Regions from separate parts of the Mus musculus genome. Here region 2 is linked to region 1. The links are chromatin contacts, called in public HiChIP or PLAC-seq maps. All regions are on one chromosome and are shown on one strand. Each heading gives the region's core, a stretch centred on a gene start, on an enhancer-like site or on the middle of the called end of the contact. The rest is flanking DNA. Distances are from core to core; before and after follow the strand shown. Region 1 has its middle 19 kb from the start of Gm42084. Region 2 has its middle 30 kb from the start of 1700071K01Rik.

Region 1 (4,175 bases), core at 1,049-3,548:
GCCAAGCAAGGCTCACAACCTGAGTTCAATTTCTGAAACCCATGGTGGAGGGAGAGAACTGATTTTCAAAAGCTGACCTCTGACCTTAGCACATGCGCTGTAGCATTCATACGCACACATCACACACAATAATAATAACAATAGCAACAACATGTAAAGCTTAGGCAGGGCGACAGCTCAGCAGGTAAAATGCCTGGCAGGCAAACACGAGAACCTAAGTTTGAGTCCCAGAAACGCACCGACACACAGACACACAGACACACACAAACACACACACACAGAGACACACACACACACACACACAGAGAGAGAGAGAGAGAGAGAGAGAGAGAGAGAGAGAGAGAGAGAGAGAGAGATTGATTGGCATAAGCCTATAATCTCATACCTGAGGAGACGAAGACAAACACAATCCTTGAGTTCACCAGCCAGCCAGCTGTATTTATTAGTTGATCTCCAAGCCAGTGAGAGACTGTCTCAAAACACAAGCTAGAAGGTTCTTCAGCTATGAGACTCCACCCAAGGTCGTCCTCTGGCATGCACACCAGCACACACACACACAGACACACACTTACAAATAAATCAGGAATCTCATTCCATGCCTTTAATCTGCAGTTTCCTCTGGCTTTGGATTGGACCAGTGCCTTACGGTCATCTTGTCTTGATTTGTTTTGGTTTTTAGTAGTTGGTGTAGAGCCTCTGGAGTTCCATTCATTCATGGCCTGAGCTTACTCACTCTTCTGTCTGGAAAGGCAATCCCTGTCTGAATCTGTGTTAGCCGCCGTCACCACCTAGGTTGCTGCTACTGCCCTTTACAAGGTGGTTCCTTCACACTTGGAGGGCTGCCAATGCTCTTCTTCTTATTAGAAGGCTAAGGGGTCTTGTAGGTTCTCTGTGCCTTCACTTCTACCTTCTCCTTTCAGCACCACCTCTCCTCTGTAGGACAAGTGGAAAAGGAAGTGGTCCAGAGTTGACAGCAGATCTCACAGTTGAAAGTCCCACCCCAGGAATTAAACCCTCTTTGTGCAGGGTCATTTTTCCTCTGGCTACCATCTCATTCCCCTATGCTTAGAGTCTCTATGTTCTCCCACTAAGAAACTGATAGAAATGAAATGTGAAAATATATAATTTAATGCTACCACCTGTTGCGCTCACCTCGTCCAGCAAGAAAAAACGCAACACGGTCGGATTCTTCTCAACAGCCTTTTTTATTTCAGGAACACCTCGATGCTACTGGAACCCCGGAAACCCAGGGAGGACTGCTTATATACACCCCAGCACTGCGGAGAGCTATGTGTCCTCCTGGGATTGGTCAGTCTGCCGGCACTTTGATTTGTATGCACCCGCTTGGGAGGGGTTGGCACCAGATTCGGGCTAGCGCCTGCGCAGTGGCGTTGTTTACAGCGACGGTGTACCGGAGGCTGGCGCCATCTTTTAGGCGCCCGGCTGCCTACAACTACCTTTTCTGACTCTTGTTCCGTTTGTCTGTGCATCTTTGGGGCAAAGCCTCTCAGACTTACTGATGCAATGCTTTCCTCTTCCTCGTTCTCTTGGAATTTCACCGACAAGCCCCACCCACCCCTACCTCAATGTATGAAGGCAGATCTTACCAATGAGACCAATGGGCTGTATATTGTTAAATGCTATAGCTGGTGCTCATCTCTGTAAAAAGACTTCATTGAAAGCCTGACTGCTTCTTCCCATTTTGAAATGTCTTCTTCACCTTGCTTTGAAGCACTTTCCACCATTCCTCTCCGTGTATCTGTTGACTCCTCTTCAGTGTCCGGAATACTAGACTCCCCAAAGACACCATCATCACCTGTCACCTTTCCTCACTCCTTAGGGAGCCTCATCAGGCCTATTAGCTTTCAATACCACGCATATACTAACAGTTCCCAGGTTTATATCCTTAGCTGGGACATCAGCCTAACTCCAGACCCATGAAGCAGTCTGCATCTTCAGCCTCTGTGTGGACTTCTAACATATATATGAATCTCATGGCCACATTCTGAACACACACACACACACACACACACACACACAAAACCAAATCTGTTTCTCCTTCCATCTTCCCACATCAGTAAATTGCTACCCAACACTGAATTAGTTACTCAACAGAATCCTTGCATCTGTTTCCTACTCCTCTCTTCTTCCCTAACTTATATTCTTCCACTAACAAATAGTTTTACTCAAAAATAATCTGTGTTCCTCCCATCACCGGCACTGCTCTCAATCATGTTCAAGTCTCCATCACTTCAGCTGGCGAGTTCCAACACCTCCTAACTGGTCTCCTACATTCTGTCTTGCGCCCCCTACCGTCCACTTGTAGTGCAGCAGCCAGAAGCATCCTAAAATAGCCATCTCACAGATCAGGGCCTTTTATTGATTCAAAAACATGATGCACCATAAAAGCAAAGTCTTTACGACGGCACACAAGGGACTTTCTGACCCTCCTCCCCCTCCCAGCTCAGACCTCAGCTCCTGCCACGCACCCCTCCCTAGTCTGTGAACATGCAAGGCATGTCCTGCCAAGAGCCCATCTCTCAGTCCTACAGTTCATACCCTGGTTCCCACCAGGCCGATGGTGTCAGTGTATCAGTGGTTACAGCCTTCTCAGATGAACCCTGCAGAAGAGCAAACACTCCCTACACCACAGTCACCCCCCCCCCAGCTTGTTTTCTAACCGATCACGAAGCTTTGTCCAGCACGGCACATTATGTGTTTGTTTACTCGCTCACTTCTTTCATCATCTCCCCTCAGGGGAATGGAAAGTCCTCCAGCTGTTCTGGTCACTGCTTCATATCTACAGTCTCCATGGTGCCTGGGACACGGCAGACACCAGAGAAAATCTACTTAATAAACAGTGGCATGAATCAATATTTAACTAATGATTTGGTTTTAGAATGACCTAAGGGCTGTTTTAAAATACAGATTTTTTTTTTTTTGGTTTGTTTAAAAAAAAAAAAAAAAAGAACAGTTTCTGGTTCTTGGCTCCTGGATTCTTACAATAGAGTGAAACAAAGTCTCCCAGGTTCTGGTCTTTCTGGGGTCCAGTTTCCTCATCTGCAAAACAGAGAAAATTCTTCACAGCCCTGAGGACTGTGGCTCAAAGTAACAAAGAAGGTTTCTATGTAAAAGTGCTTAATGCCATGTCAAGCATGTTGAAGATGCCTGGTGTTGAGAAGAAAACCATCTGTCAGTAAACTATATACCCTGGCGTCACGCAGGAAGGTGCATGGATGGGAATATCCAGAAGGTCTAGACTTTTTCCTGAACCCCAGCTCTGAACCACAGAACCTCAAGCTTAGAGGAAAGACCCTACCCCCACCTCCCCTCCCCTTTCCCTAGCATTTGAAACATTAGTCCCTAGCATTTCTGGCTGTCTCTACCGCATGCCCTACAGATCTTGTTTCAAAGCTTGTTTCCAGGATCTAGGGACACAGTGTCCTCTTTTCCAAGGCTCCTTCTCAGTATGAAGCAGATTGTCTGCCATGTGCCCCAGCTCTGCCTTTGCATCTTCAAAGCTGTTCTGTCTCTGCTGATGGAGAATTCCCACTCTTACCTAGTCCTGCAAGCGCCAGAGCCCCAGGGACTCCACTAATGGAAACAGGCTCCAGGCTCAAACCCAAACAAGATGGAGATCAGAGAAAAACTCAGGGGGAGAGAAGAGGAGGGACTCTTCTGCAGGGAACAACAGAGCTGGAAGCCCCACGGTGCTTCTGTCTTAATGCCGGCTGCCCTTCACCTCAACACTCACATCCCTTGGCAGTGCCAGCCCAGAACCCTGATCCCAGGGAGCACGAAGGCCTGCTACTGTTCTCCAAAGCATAGCTTTTCTAGGCAGGAGCTTTCCCTGCACCCAACTCGCTCACTTCAGCTCCATCTTCTTCAGGAACAGAATGGTCAGAGTCAGGTGGTAAGTCCTCCTCACAAGTGCCCTTTTGTGGCCTCATTTCTCTTGAAGTTGGCCTTCACCTAGGGCCTCTGTGCTCTTAAAGGCGTGGCTCCCCTTCCACATACACCCTCCACCTAGACTAGTCAGAGTCTCCTCGGCACCCCTCTGTGCTCTTAAAGGCGTGGCTCCCCTTCCACATACACCCTCCACCTAGACTAGTCAGAGTCTCCTCGGCACCCCTCGTCACATCGCTCCTGTAGCCCACACAAATAAACACACACAC
Region 2 (3,835 bases), core at 1,152-3,651, 300 kb before region 1:
GCAAGAAGCAAGAGAGCAAGAAGCAAGAGAGCAAGAAGCAAGAGAGAGAGAAAAACAAGAGAGAGAGAAAACGAAACCCCGTCCCTCTTAAGGAGCATTCTCCTTCGCCTCGGACGTGTCACTCCCTGATTGGCTGCAGCCCATCGGCCGAGTTGACGTCACAGGGAAGGCAGAGCACAAGTAGTCATAAGATACCCTTGGCACATGCGCAGATTATTTGTTTACCACTTAGAACACAGCTGTCAGCGCCATCTTGTAACGGCGAATGTGGGCGCGGCTCCCAACACTGCCATTGCCAAATGGGAAGCCTGGGTGGCTTATAAAACACTGGGGGTTGAGTTTTGCTGAGTTCTTAAAGATAGACATTTGCAAGTAAGATCTGAGTAGGCTTTTGTTCCTCTGGAGGGTCAGCAGGAGCGCCTTCCCTTGCCTTATCTAGCTGCTGTTGGTGTTGGCATTATTTGGACCCTTGGCTTCTGGTTTGCCTCTCCCTGACTCAACCACATGGTCTTCTCTGTATGTTGTTGGGGTTCTCCTTCTGTCTTTTATGAAGACAGAATCATTGGATTGAGGCTCATTAGGTTAATCCAGAATGAGATGTTACCATAAGACCTTAGCTTGATTTTATCTGCAAAGAGAGAGCCATGCCCCTCCTCCACACACATACATCAGGTGACAGTTACTGAGTGCACAGAATTGGGTGTTACATGGCTTTTATAAGGCCACATTCAGCATGTTATTTATGTAGGAAAACAGAGCATTGGTACAGCTTGGCCACCTTCAGAGCATACATGATAATGAAATGCCTGGAGGATGGGGGAAAGAGAATTATTCATCACTGTGTGCTTGTCATGGGGACACATTTGATTGTTACAGCTGGAGGAGTTTACTGGAACCTGATGGGTAAAATCCAGGGCTGCTTCAGAACCTTCCATCACCACAATCAGAAATCTAATCTAAAGAAGACAGGGTTAAAAAAAACAGCACATGGAGATCTTATTTGGGTATACATACTGGCAAGGGATCTCTGCCAGGCTCCTTTTTGGGTACCAAAGAGAAGCCACATTCTAATGCTTCCATAACCTGTCAAGCACATCAGCAGGATGTACCAGGGTAGATCAGTGTCTCAGTCCCATGGCTTCAAATGACCTTTGTACAGACAGGAACAGCTGTGCATCTCTCACGTTAACAATCATAGCACTACGAGCTCCATTAGACAGGTTGCTGCCCTTCTCACTGCCACACACTCCCTGTAGCCACCTTGGGCACAGTCTAGGTCCCTCAAAGCAACTTTCAGGATCTTGAATTCCCTCTCTAGGAACTGGACATTTGGACAGATAAACCTCATATTGAGTGGTATCAGTATGCCGAACACAGTTATCTGAAAGTCCTCGGATTTACACACAGTAACCTTTGCTAGAGCAGAGTGATCAAGAAAGCAACTCATCCATTCAAAATAAACGGACCCACAGATGATTCGTTGACATTTGAGCCACTGTAAACAAAATCATGGCAGTAATAGCTCCATGCTGCCAGCGCAGAGCACAGATGCGGCTGTGGGCTCTATAGTATTTCCAAACCCTGGCTCTGATGCCGACCTCTTCCCTACCACTAGAGCAAGCACACCACCTCTGTACAAAGGTCATTTGAAGACATGGGGCTGAGACACTGATCTACCCTGGTAGATACACCTGGTGAGCAGGTGTAACATTAAGAGACCTTTCTTTCCCTTTTATCTATTTTTCTTAAGGAAAATGATTTGCAGTCCAGTATTTTTACAAGGCTGTCTTGCAACATCCTGGCAGAGGATCCTGGTGCGAGCCAGGTGGGAACAACAATCCATTACCTAAATATCTTTAATTCAAGCACACACAAATATGCAAAACCAACAATAAGTCCTCTGGAGCCCAAATACAGCTCAGCCAGAGATAGAAACACCAGAGCACACAGGCTAGCGGGCTGCCTTCCCTTTGCTAAAGGTGATTTGCAGAATTTTCCAATTAACCCCCATGCCTCCCCAAACACACACACACACACTTCCCTCTCTTTGCACCTATAAAGGGCTATGTAGGCTGTAAATTGAACTCAAAATGAGAGGAGGTGAGGTAGATGTGGTCCTGTGAAAAATATTCTGATTAATCTCCTCTGGGCCTTCTCTGGTTGCGGGTAATGGTTTGGGTCCTCAAACACTAGTGACTCACTTCCCTGAAGCGGCAGAATTACAGGTAATTGCTTTTGGGACGAGCCCAATAGCGGATGGCTTCTCCTCTGACCAGATTTATTTTAATTCTCAATAAACAGAATAATAGCATTCTTTCTCTGCTATCCAGGTCATTAGAGAGGCTGTGGCCATGACTATCCCTGGGCACAGGACCTGCTACCAAACGTAGCAAATGACACCAGCAGATAATTATTCTGTTATTGTTCCACTGCAGAGGAGATGACTCATGAGCGGTCCAGAGCCTTCCTGTGGCATCTGCCACCCAGAGCCAAGGTGAAAGGGAATTTAAAGTAGCCTGGTAGATAGAGAGCTAGGCGGACTTCAGGGGGGATGATTATAAATGATCTTTGGTTCTCACCACTGAGGCAGGGAGAGGCAGGGCCAGACCTTCTGCAGGTCAAGGTAGAGACAGCAGGATTTTCTGCTGGGTACATGAGATGTGGTTTGTCATCCCTAGTTCTCCTCTCCTTTTTGGTCCATTCTTGCCTCTTTCTTAGGGGACAAGCAAGCACTTGTATGAGCTTGTCCCACCAGATGTCCGTCTCTGAGTCTGTCACACCTTGCCAGCACTGACCTTTTTCGGCTTGTGGATGAGCCTGGGGAAGATAGAGAAAGAACTCACATTAGGTACCTGCTGTCTGTCTTTGGGAATATTGCATGTTAGATGTTTTCAATGTTATTCTAGTCAGTGTTCACAAGACTATGCAGAAATCAATTCTCTTGACCTTGCTGTAGATGAGAAAACCAAGAGTTGGGGGGAGGGGCACCTAGTCATCCTGAGACACACATTTAGTGGGGAGTCAAGATTTAAACAGGTCTGGGGGACCTCAAGGTCTGTGCATGTCACCTATAAGTCAGTCATGATCTCAGCTAGACTGCTTTTGGGGTTTCTTTTTCCAACCCCCGTCTTTTCTTGATTTAACTCCACCGATGCTACTACTACAGTCCCACAAATCCCAGCTCACCACATCCAGTTTGGAATGTTGTACTCTGGCTCTACAACTGGAGGTTGTCTTCCTTGGGTGTGCTTCCTAGTTTTCTGGAGGTGCAACAAGGAAGAACAACTCTCATAGACACACAGCAGAGTGAGGCAGGAAGAACACGTTCCTCAGAGATGAAAGGGAAGGAACCACTGCATCTGTTATTGACTAGAGTTGTCCTCATCCTAGATCTCGAGGCTCCCTACAGAGAACGTAGGAAGTTCTTTCCAAAAGTCCCCGAAGGTCAGATGACCTACCAACAAGATGAGCAGAAGTAGAGATGGAGAGAGTTCACAGATGGACTGTCAACAGTATGTTCTGAGGTAGACCTACCGGACACTGTAAACAGTTAAATTTGACACAGCTGGGAAATTGCTGCATACCCAATTCTCATGGTAAACTAAGTCTCACTCCATCTCAGCTTCAGGTTTATCACCTATAGAATCCTAGGCTCTATGCTGTCCTGGATACCTTGTGATTTGTTGTAATTATTAATTCGTTTTAGACAACCTTACATATTTATGTCTATAGTCATTGTGTTTCAAGATCAAATGAGTCAAACCAGGGAAGGCTGTATGGCTGTGGGTTTGGAGCTATTCAATGGAGCTGTGTGGGCTCAGCAGGGTCTAGACGA

The links. HiChIP or PLAC-seq counts read pairs in DNA pulled down with a chosen protein or histone mark.
Region 2: a contact with region 1 is called in a PDX1 HiChIP or PLAC-seq map of a beta-TC-6 cell line, with 6 times the contacts expected there. The contact joins two enhancer-like sites. A contact is called at or near these places in 9 of 484 Hi-C or Micro-C datasets (embryonic stem cells, group 2 innate lymphoid cells, liver and 3 more) and 1 of 115 datasets of contacts at active chromatin or transcription factors (a beta-TC-6 cell line).

Annotation. Positions count from the first base shown.
Region 1 is chr11:81,238,619-81,242,793 of GRCm38.p6, reverse strand. It overlaps a transcript of Asic2 not described here. Among named protein-coding and RNA genes, the nearest start is that of Gm42084, 19 kb to the left of the region's middle. Within about 2 kb of position 2,298, at least 16 of the 459 cell types and tissues checked have an H3K27ac peak or open chromatin away from gene starts, as enhancers often do.
Region 2 is chr11:81,541,932-81,545,766 of GRCm38.p6, reverse strand. It overlaps a transcript of Asic2 not described here. Among named protein-coding and RNA genes, the nearest start is that of 1700071K01Rik, 30 kb to the left of the region's middle. Within about 2 kb of position 2,401, at least 6 of the 459 cell types and tissues checked have an H3K27ac peak or open chromatin away from gene starts, as enhancers often do.